2 separate regions of the Ovis aries genome follow, and region 2 is linked to region 1. Evidence: chromatin contacts called from public Hi-C data. All regions are on one chromosome and are shown on one strand. The core of a region is the stretch at or near the end of the contact, and the rest is flanking DNA. Distances in the headings are between cores, read along the strand shown. Region 1 overlaps PALLD (palladin, cytoskeletal associated protein). Region 2 overlaps PALLD (palladin, cytoskeletal associated protein).

Region 1 (3,908 bases), core at 157-2,656:
CTTGGGCCTTGAGAGGAGCAAGTGGAGGAGAGAATCTGCCTTGCTGCTCTGCCAGCCATGGGGAGAAAGAGGAGCCTGGGCCAGGAAGCTGCAGCCCCTGGGTCCTTTATTCCTGTAGTCGGGCCCCTCAGCACCGCTGCGCGCCCCGAAGAGCACGCATCAGACTCTCTGTCGACAGAGAGAGACAGTAGTGCGTACAGCCGTGCTTTGTCACCACTTTAGACGGGGCATAAGCACCAAAAATGTAGACTCATGTTTTATACCTAAAACTAATGTTAAGTCCACTGTATTTCAGATCAGATTGGGTGTGTTTGGGCAGGGTGGTTGTAGACCCATCAGCTATAATGCAAATTAAAAATGTTTTAAAGATAAAAATACAGTTTTTCATTAGATAGTTTATCTAACCTTTGTCATCTGACCCTCACGTTTCAGGCATTTGCTTTTGGTTCATAAATCTCAAATGCGCTCATTTCATGGGGAGAATGTTTATGGGCTCGAGAGACCTTGGCAAGTGACAGTTAATTCATAGGGGGTCGTCGTCTTACAGGGCATCCTAGATGAAACGGTAAAGCCGAGCCAAGCGTCGGGGGTGGGGCCCTTCTTATCCACGTGCCTCACACGCCGAGTCCCGGGGGGCGGGGGCGGCCCGTGGGCCTGGGGAGGCCGCGCTGGCTCCAGGCATTGCTCACCGCCGTGGTCCTGTCCCCCGCAGGGCCGCGTCAGCTGCACGGGGCGGCTGATGGTCCAGGCCGTGAACCAGAGAGGCCGCAGCCCCCGCCCGCCGGCCGGACACCCTCACAGCAGAAGGTACGTCCTGCGCCCTTCCCGGGCATTGCTGGGGTCTCGCTGGCTCCTGAACCCGGCACCGTCAGCATTGTGGGGAGCCGACAGAGTGGGCACGTGAGGGGAAGCCTGGGGCTCCCTGTGGCTGGGGTGGGGACGCCAGCCAGGAGGCGTGTCATGTGGCAGCTGTGTCGCCACGGGTGTGCCCAGGCCTGGCCGCGTGCCCCTCACCGCCGCCCTCGCGCCGGGCCTCTGGTTGCCTGGACCACCTCGCGCCTGAAGGTTTCTGCTCCCGTCACTCAGTGCACAAGTTTACTCGACACCCAGACCTCAAAGTCAGACTGGCCACGTTTTGGACACTCCGTACCTGGAGCCGCCAGGGCGCGCAAGCATGGGCGGGGCGTGTGGTGCCCAGTGATGGGCGTGGCTTCAAAGGAGCTGGTGGGCTGCTGGCTTGGGCTCCCTGTCAGGGGATTCCAGGTGGGCTGGGGTCCTGGAGGGCCACAGGGGCAGGGGAGGACACACCGGAGAAGCCGCAGGAGGAGCAGAAACAGCGAGCAGGTCCGCACCAGTGTCTGCCAGTGTTTGGGAGGCAGCTGCAGGCCTCGGGCTCGCAGCTGTGATGCTGGCCTCCAGGGCAGGACCCGCGCACAGTGCCGCCTGTGCCAGCTGGGAGCACAGCACAGCTGAGCACGTCCATCTGCTTTTCCGGGGCCTTCAGTACATTTCGGCTGTTCATGGGTCACATGGCAAGCAGTTTCCTAGAGGAGCATCGTACTGGTAAACTAGATCTGATAGGTGACTCTGTTGAAGGGTGGATAATTCTAGCCCATTATACTAATTTTTCTTTTGTTTTGCTTTTTCTAGTTAAGTGTTTCATAACTTACTTTCTGATGATCACTGGCAGAATTAGTTTGAACATCTTGTCCTTTGATTATTACATCTTCCCTGCAATCACTTTAAATCATTTTACTCTTAAAAGGTGCCTCTAGAAACATACTCAAAAGCAAGAAAGATGCACAAAATCTGGGAGATTCACACAATTTCATTTTAAAGCAAAAAATAATTGTCTTTAGGTACATGGATAACGGATGCAGAAGACCTGCCTAAAAATTCAGTTGTTTTCCTGGTTAATGAAAAGGAATTTTTATTAGAAATATATTACTTTCTTAAAAAATAAGAACTTCTGATTTCCTGCAAACTTTCTCTCACAGCAGAAAGTTATAGTTATTGATACTGAAAAATATTTGGTAGTAAATGAGCTGCTAGTTCTCATACAGTTCTCATTCAGCTTTAAAAATATTTTAAAGCTTTCTTTAACCTATTTTTTTTTTTCCCATTTCCCAATTCATGATTTATACTAGTCATAAGGGTTAGGATAGGAGATTAAGATCTGCAATTAGCAGACTATTAAATTTGTATCAAACTCCCAAATGAAACAAGATTTTATCCCCTGACTTTTTTTATGGTGTAAACGGTTGAGATTAGGGATCAGGTAAGCAGGTAAGGAAATGATGTTTTTGCCCCTGTGTTTAGAAAGCAGATGACTGGGACCCTAGAAATGACCTGCCATCTATCGATCTGTTTTTCTGTATCATCTGTCCACCCCACCCCCATCTCCTGTATGTTGACTCTGGTCTGAAGGCCGCGCTCACGATCCAGGGACAGTGCTGACGAAGGGGAGCCCATCCAGGAGCGCTTCTTCCGCCCGCACTTCCTGCAGGCGCCCGGGGATCTGACCGTGCAGGAAGGCAGGCTCTGCAGGATGGACTGCAAGGTGAGTGCATGCGCCCAGCCTCCCCCCAGTGCTGTATCTCTCTTCTCTGGTTTTGCCCCATTGATTGACCTTAAGTTTAAATCTCAGCTCTGAAGTATGAATGTTTTATAAAATTATTTGGGCTCCCTCTGCTGGTTATCTCTGGAATTACAGAACATAAACACGGGAGGCACTTAACTCTGAACTCACAGAAATGTTTGGAAAGGATAAATTCCTAACAGGAGTTTATTGTCCAATGTATTATTTCCATTTTACATTGGAGTAAATTGATTTATGATGTCGTATTAGTTTCAGGTGTACAGCAAAGCGATTCAGTGATATACACGTATCTTTTCAAGTTTTTTTCCCATTTAGGGAGTGTAGTCCCCTGTGCTATGCAGCAGGTCCTTGCTGGTTAGCTGTCTTAAATATACTGCTGTTTATATGTCCATCTGAACCTCCCAGTTTATCCCCTCCCTGCTGCGGGTGCTAAGTCACTTCACTTGTGTTCGACTCTTTGCGACCCCCATGGACTGTAGCCCACCAGGCTCCTCTGTCCATGGGATTCTGCAGGCAGGAATCCTGGAGCAGGTTGCCGTTTCCTGCAGGGGGTCTTCCTGACCCGGGGATCACACCTCAGTGTGCTTATGTCTCCTGCTGGCAGGCGGGCTCTTTGCCATGAGAGCTGCCTGGGAGCCCCGCCTTTCTCCCGTGGTCGCCATAAATTCACTGTCTACGTCCGCAAGTCTGTTTCTGTCTCATAAATAAGCTTATCTGTGTAAATAAGTTCATCTGTATCATTTTTTTCAAGATTCCATATATATATATATATATATATATATGCGATATCGTATTTGTCTCTCTCTTTCTGACTTCAAATGACAATGTCTAGGTCTCTCCAGGCTATGGCAACTGAGGTTTGTTTCCTTCTTTGTGTGACTGAGTGGTGCTCCATTGTAATACGCACCGCGTCCTCTTTATCCATCCGTCGGTGGACATGAAGCTTGCCGCTTGTCCTGGCTGCTACAGATAGTGCTGGTGTCAAACTGGAGTGCCTACGTGCAAGTGCTTTTTGGGGCTTGTAAATCAGAATGAAATGTGCTACGAGAAGCCACCAAAACCTTGTGTCTCATTACTTCCTTAAGTTTTTTAACTTTAACATGTATATATATGTTCATATGTATATATGTATGTATTTGGAGCAAAGCGGATATACAGTGTCATGTTTGTTGTTGGGATACAGAATCTGACTCCGTTACAAATGTAGATGTTCATCTCTGTGGTTTTTTCCATATATAGGTTTTTACACAATGTTTAGTAACCTCCCTTGCTATAAAGTAGGTCTGTGTTGATTATGTATTTACGTGTG
Region 2 (3,877 bases), core at 911-3,410, 340 kb before region 1:
TCTTATTCTCAGTACTCTAGGAAGGGGGTCAAAAGAAGATAGTGCTGCAATTTATGTCTAACCAAAACTTTTGAGGACTTTTTATATTTCACCCAGGGTGGGGCTCTAACCCACAATCCTTGATGAGGTTATTAGACAGTTCAGGCACGGACATGTTTCAGCAAGGTTACTGACTAAAAAGACAGCTGACCCAAAACCGCACAAGGAGCCGGAGTCCGGAGGTGAGGAGGCAGGAAACTGAAACCTCCTCCTGCAGACAAGTGCGGTCAAGGTGGGCACTCGGAGTCAGGGCTGAGGGCCACGTACCTGGCTGCGGGGCCATGGCAGGGTGTCACGACACCCGGTTCCTTCGTGGTCACCAAACACGGTTACCCAGCAAGGGCTGGCTGCTGGACACGCACAGGAGCCAACACGGTAGCCCTGGAAAGCACTTCTTTTCAGGAAGGAGAAGGCACGGCTCAAATCCGTTTACCGGCTCCAGGGATCAAGGCAAAATTTAAGGGGTTCGGGTAATTTCAAACTTGGAAGCTGATTTGCTGATCAGCACGTGTAAGCCCCTGGAGTTGGGAGTCAGGTTCTCCTCACTGAAGGGCTCTGACGGCAGCGTTTGCATGCTCTGCTCCACAGCCTGAAGACACTAGTTGGGGCCATCCTGGAGACGTGGGCTTCCCTCTTACATATGAATGTGCAGTGCTGCCTCTGAAAAATGACTCAGGCTTGACCAACCCACTACCCACCTAAGGAGGCAAATGAACTCCAGCTAGTCAGTGTATCATTTCCTGCACAGTGAGCCCCCCAGAGCATGAGGTCATGTTCTCAAGGACCCACAAGCCAGAGGCATCTCGTCATGGCAGACATCAATACTAGCTGTGCTCTGGTCGCTGGCAAGTGGATCTGCCATTCTGAACCAGTGCTGCTAAGGGGGCGGGGGGCGGGGGGTGGATGGGGCAAGGGTGCAAAGGATGGGGCAAGCAGATAGCAGAACAGCACGTTGCTACAGGAGGCCCCAGAATTAAGGTAGCCAGCAAGATGCCAACTGGTATAGTCAAGTACTGGGCATAATTTGAATATTTACTGGCTATGGTTAAAGTGAAATCGCTCAGCCGTGTCCGACTCTTTGAAACCCCGTGGTCTGTAGCCCACCAGGCTCCTCCGTCCATGGGATTCTCCAGGCAAGAATACTGGAGTGGGTTGCCATTTCCTTCTCCAGGGGATCTTACCGACCCAGGGATCGAACCCAGGTCTCCTGCATTGCAGGCAGACGCCTTAACCAGAAGCTGTCTGGCAGATGAAAGGCACAGGGTGTGTGTGACCTGTCACAAGGTCAGCCCCAAGTGTGTCCGGTCTGAGCGTGGGGTCCATGGGCGCATGTTCACTGTGCTGAGCGCACCACACCTTCAACGTGGCAGAACTTACCCGTGAAGACAGACGCCAGGCAGGGCGTGGACAGGCCTGTCGTCCATATGCCCGGGCTTCGGCCACGAGAGGGCGGACAGCAGACGAAGAGCAGCTGAGGAGTATGCGGTCAGTGGCAATCACTGGTCGCTGACAGCTCCATGGCCACGGTGATTTCTCTGCATTCTTTTATATGCACAGAAGGTATAGCATCTGTACCTTCTGTGCCAAGAGGTTAAGAGCAACAACCCTGGGGTCAGACTCCAGGGTCTCCCATCAGGACTCCACTTTTCACCAAATGTGTACCTAGACAAGTCATTTTGTGATTCAGTTTATTCATCTGTGAAGTGGGAATTATGATCCCCACTCCCATTGTATTTTGTGACTAAATAAAATAGCATGTGAAAAAATAAAACAGAGCTCTGCATCTAATGACTATTGCTTTACTCTTACCTTTTATGGCTAATACTTCTCATTTCTTAATTTCACATGCCAAAATGAAAATAACAATTCACGTCAGGATTATACTATGGAAAATAAGCCATTAATGCATTTACTGGGAAAGTTTTGGTTTTATTAATGAAGAGTGTTTTACCTAAATTACAGAAATATAAAAATTAATTCAAAATTAAGAAATTCAGCAAAAAGGTAAGGAAGACATCACTGGCTCCAAGCTGTGAGGCTGGTACTTACTAATGTAGCATTTCACAGATCACAAACTACTGCTCACCAGCTCCCACTGACGCACACTTTGCTGCAGCTGGCTCCTTGGGCTGACAGACCATTAGTCACAGACATGAAGTAAGTCAGCATCACCAACAGGAACTGATGGAGTCAGAGGCAAAGAATTTTTTTTCAAATCAATTTGTTCAACTAATTCACCTTGAGTCAGTTTTTACACAGTTTGCGTGCATGCTATGTCGCTTTAGTCGTGTCCTGCTCTTGGTGACCCCGCAGACTGTAGCCTGCCAGGCTCCTCTGTCCATGGGATTTCCCAGACAAGATACTGGAGTGGGCTGCCATTGCGTTCCTCCAGGGCATCTTCCCAACCCAGGGATGGAATTGGCAGGCGGGTTCTTTACCACTAACGCCACCCTTTTTACATGGTTTTCGTGTCTTTTAGAAGCTGACAGCAGGGGGCAGCAAAAAACTTCCTAATGAGTTTGTTTAATTAAATATCTCATCCTAAATTCTGCATTGGGCTTCCCTTGTGGCTAAGCTGGTAAAGAATCCGCCTGCAGCACAGGAGACCTGGGTTCCACCCCTGGGCGGGGAAGATCCCCTGGAGAAGGGAAAGGCTACCCACTCCAGTATTCTGGCCTGGAGAATTCCATGGACTGTGTAGTTCATGGGGTCACAAAGAGTCAGACACTCTGTATAGTCCATTATTTATCTTTTCTATTAAAAAAAATGTTCTTATCACTTTGCTTGTCATAGAAGTGAAATTATTTATTTTGGATTCTATTTAGATGTCTTTAACCCACTAACCGTGGGAACAAATAATTATTTGTTAGAAGTGCATTCATGTGTCACTCAAAACGGTTCCACAGGTTTTCAAACTGCACATGGCTCCGTCGATGTTTACTCCAAAATAGCCCCTTCCAAATGTATTCAAACTGCACTCTGCTCCACTGGCACTGACTCCAAAATAGCCCCCTTCTAAACATATTCTTAACAAAAAGTAATCCATTTACCCATCAAAGGATTAATTCAAGTGAGCCTACCATAACTTCTGTGTTAAAGTTCACTTAACCATTTCATACTTTGGGGGCCATCCAGTTCAGGCTTCTGCCTCTTCTCCTTAGGGGAAGGGGAGAATTAATTTAGTTAGTAGCTACAGGATTGTTAACTAGTTTCTCTTGTCATCTCCCAGTCTGCCAAAGCCCATGACCAATGTTAGTGATTAAAGTTGTGCCCTTCTAGAGTAATTAAGTTTCTAATGAGCATGCACCATTTTTTAAAGTTAGCTGGGTTGTTTTGTTATCCTTTGAGGGTTTTTTTTAAGCGGAAAGTGTAAATATACATTGAAGTTTCTTAATCTCTGTTCCAAAGATCTTGGCCCCTCTGCCATGCATTTGCAAATGCACCAAACGCCTAAAACCTTTGCGCTCCTTTCCTCCGTGAGAACTGGAGATCCTGAAGAGGAAACCTTCTTGGAAGTGAATTTTGTATAAGGAAGACAAATGTTGATAGGGAGGTTGCCTGAATCGGGGCAGTTTACAGCCCGGCTCCCACTGAGTCCATCAGGGGTCTCTGAACCCAACACTGGGCAGGCCTGGTGGTCAGCGGGCCACCTCCCAGGGCCCTGGAGCAGGTGACGGAAGTTGTGGAGAGCAGGGGTCCAGGGAGCTGGGCCCAGCATGGACAGAGGCCCAGAGACGCGCGGGACTGGGAAATGGGTGACGGGTCTGGAGGTGCAGGACGGTGGTTGAGGCGGAGTTAGAGGCAGGCGTCCCACAAAGGCAGGGCAGTGGGGACCAGG

Evidence for each region. Hi-C and Micro-C count contacts between places; a contact is called where the count stands out from the background.
Region 2: a contact with region 1 is called in a Hi-C map of blood, with 6 times the contacts expected there. The contact joins two enhancer-like sites. A contact is called at or near these places in 3 of 16 Hi-C or Micro-C datasets (blood, liver and mixed tissues).

Annotation. Positions count from the first base shown.
Region 1 is chr2:111,993,984-111,997,891 of ARS-UI_Ramb_v3.0, reverse strand. PALLD (palladin, cytoskeletal associated protein) reads left to right here. Exons shown (of 22, transcript XM_060409579.1): 17 at 713-807; 18 at 2,428-2,560. Among named protein-coding and RNA genes, the nearest start is that of TRNAC-ACA, 41 kb to the right of the region's middle. Within about 2 kb of position 1,406, at least 5 of the 54 cell types and tissues checked have an H3K27ac peak or open chromatin away from gene starts, as enhancers often do.
Region 2 is chr2:112,332,349-112,336,225 of ARS-UI_Ramb_v3.0, reverse strand. The region is part of intron 2 of PALLD (palladin, cytoskeletal associated protein); the gene reads left to right. It overlaps LOC132659187 (a long non-coding RNA gene), which reads right to left. Exons shown (of 2, transcript XR_009599261.1): 2 at 1-3,877. Among named protein-coding and RNA genes, the nearest start is that of PALLD, 26 kb to the left of the region's middle. Within about 2 kb of position 2,160, at least 3 of the 54 cell types and tissues checked have an H3K27ac peak or open chromatin away from gene starts, as enhancers often do.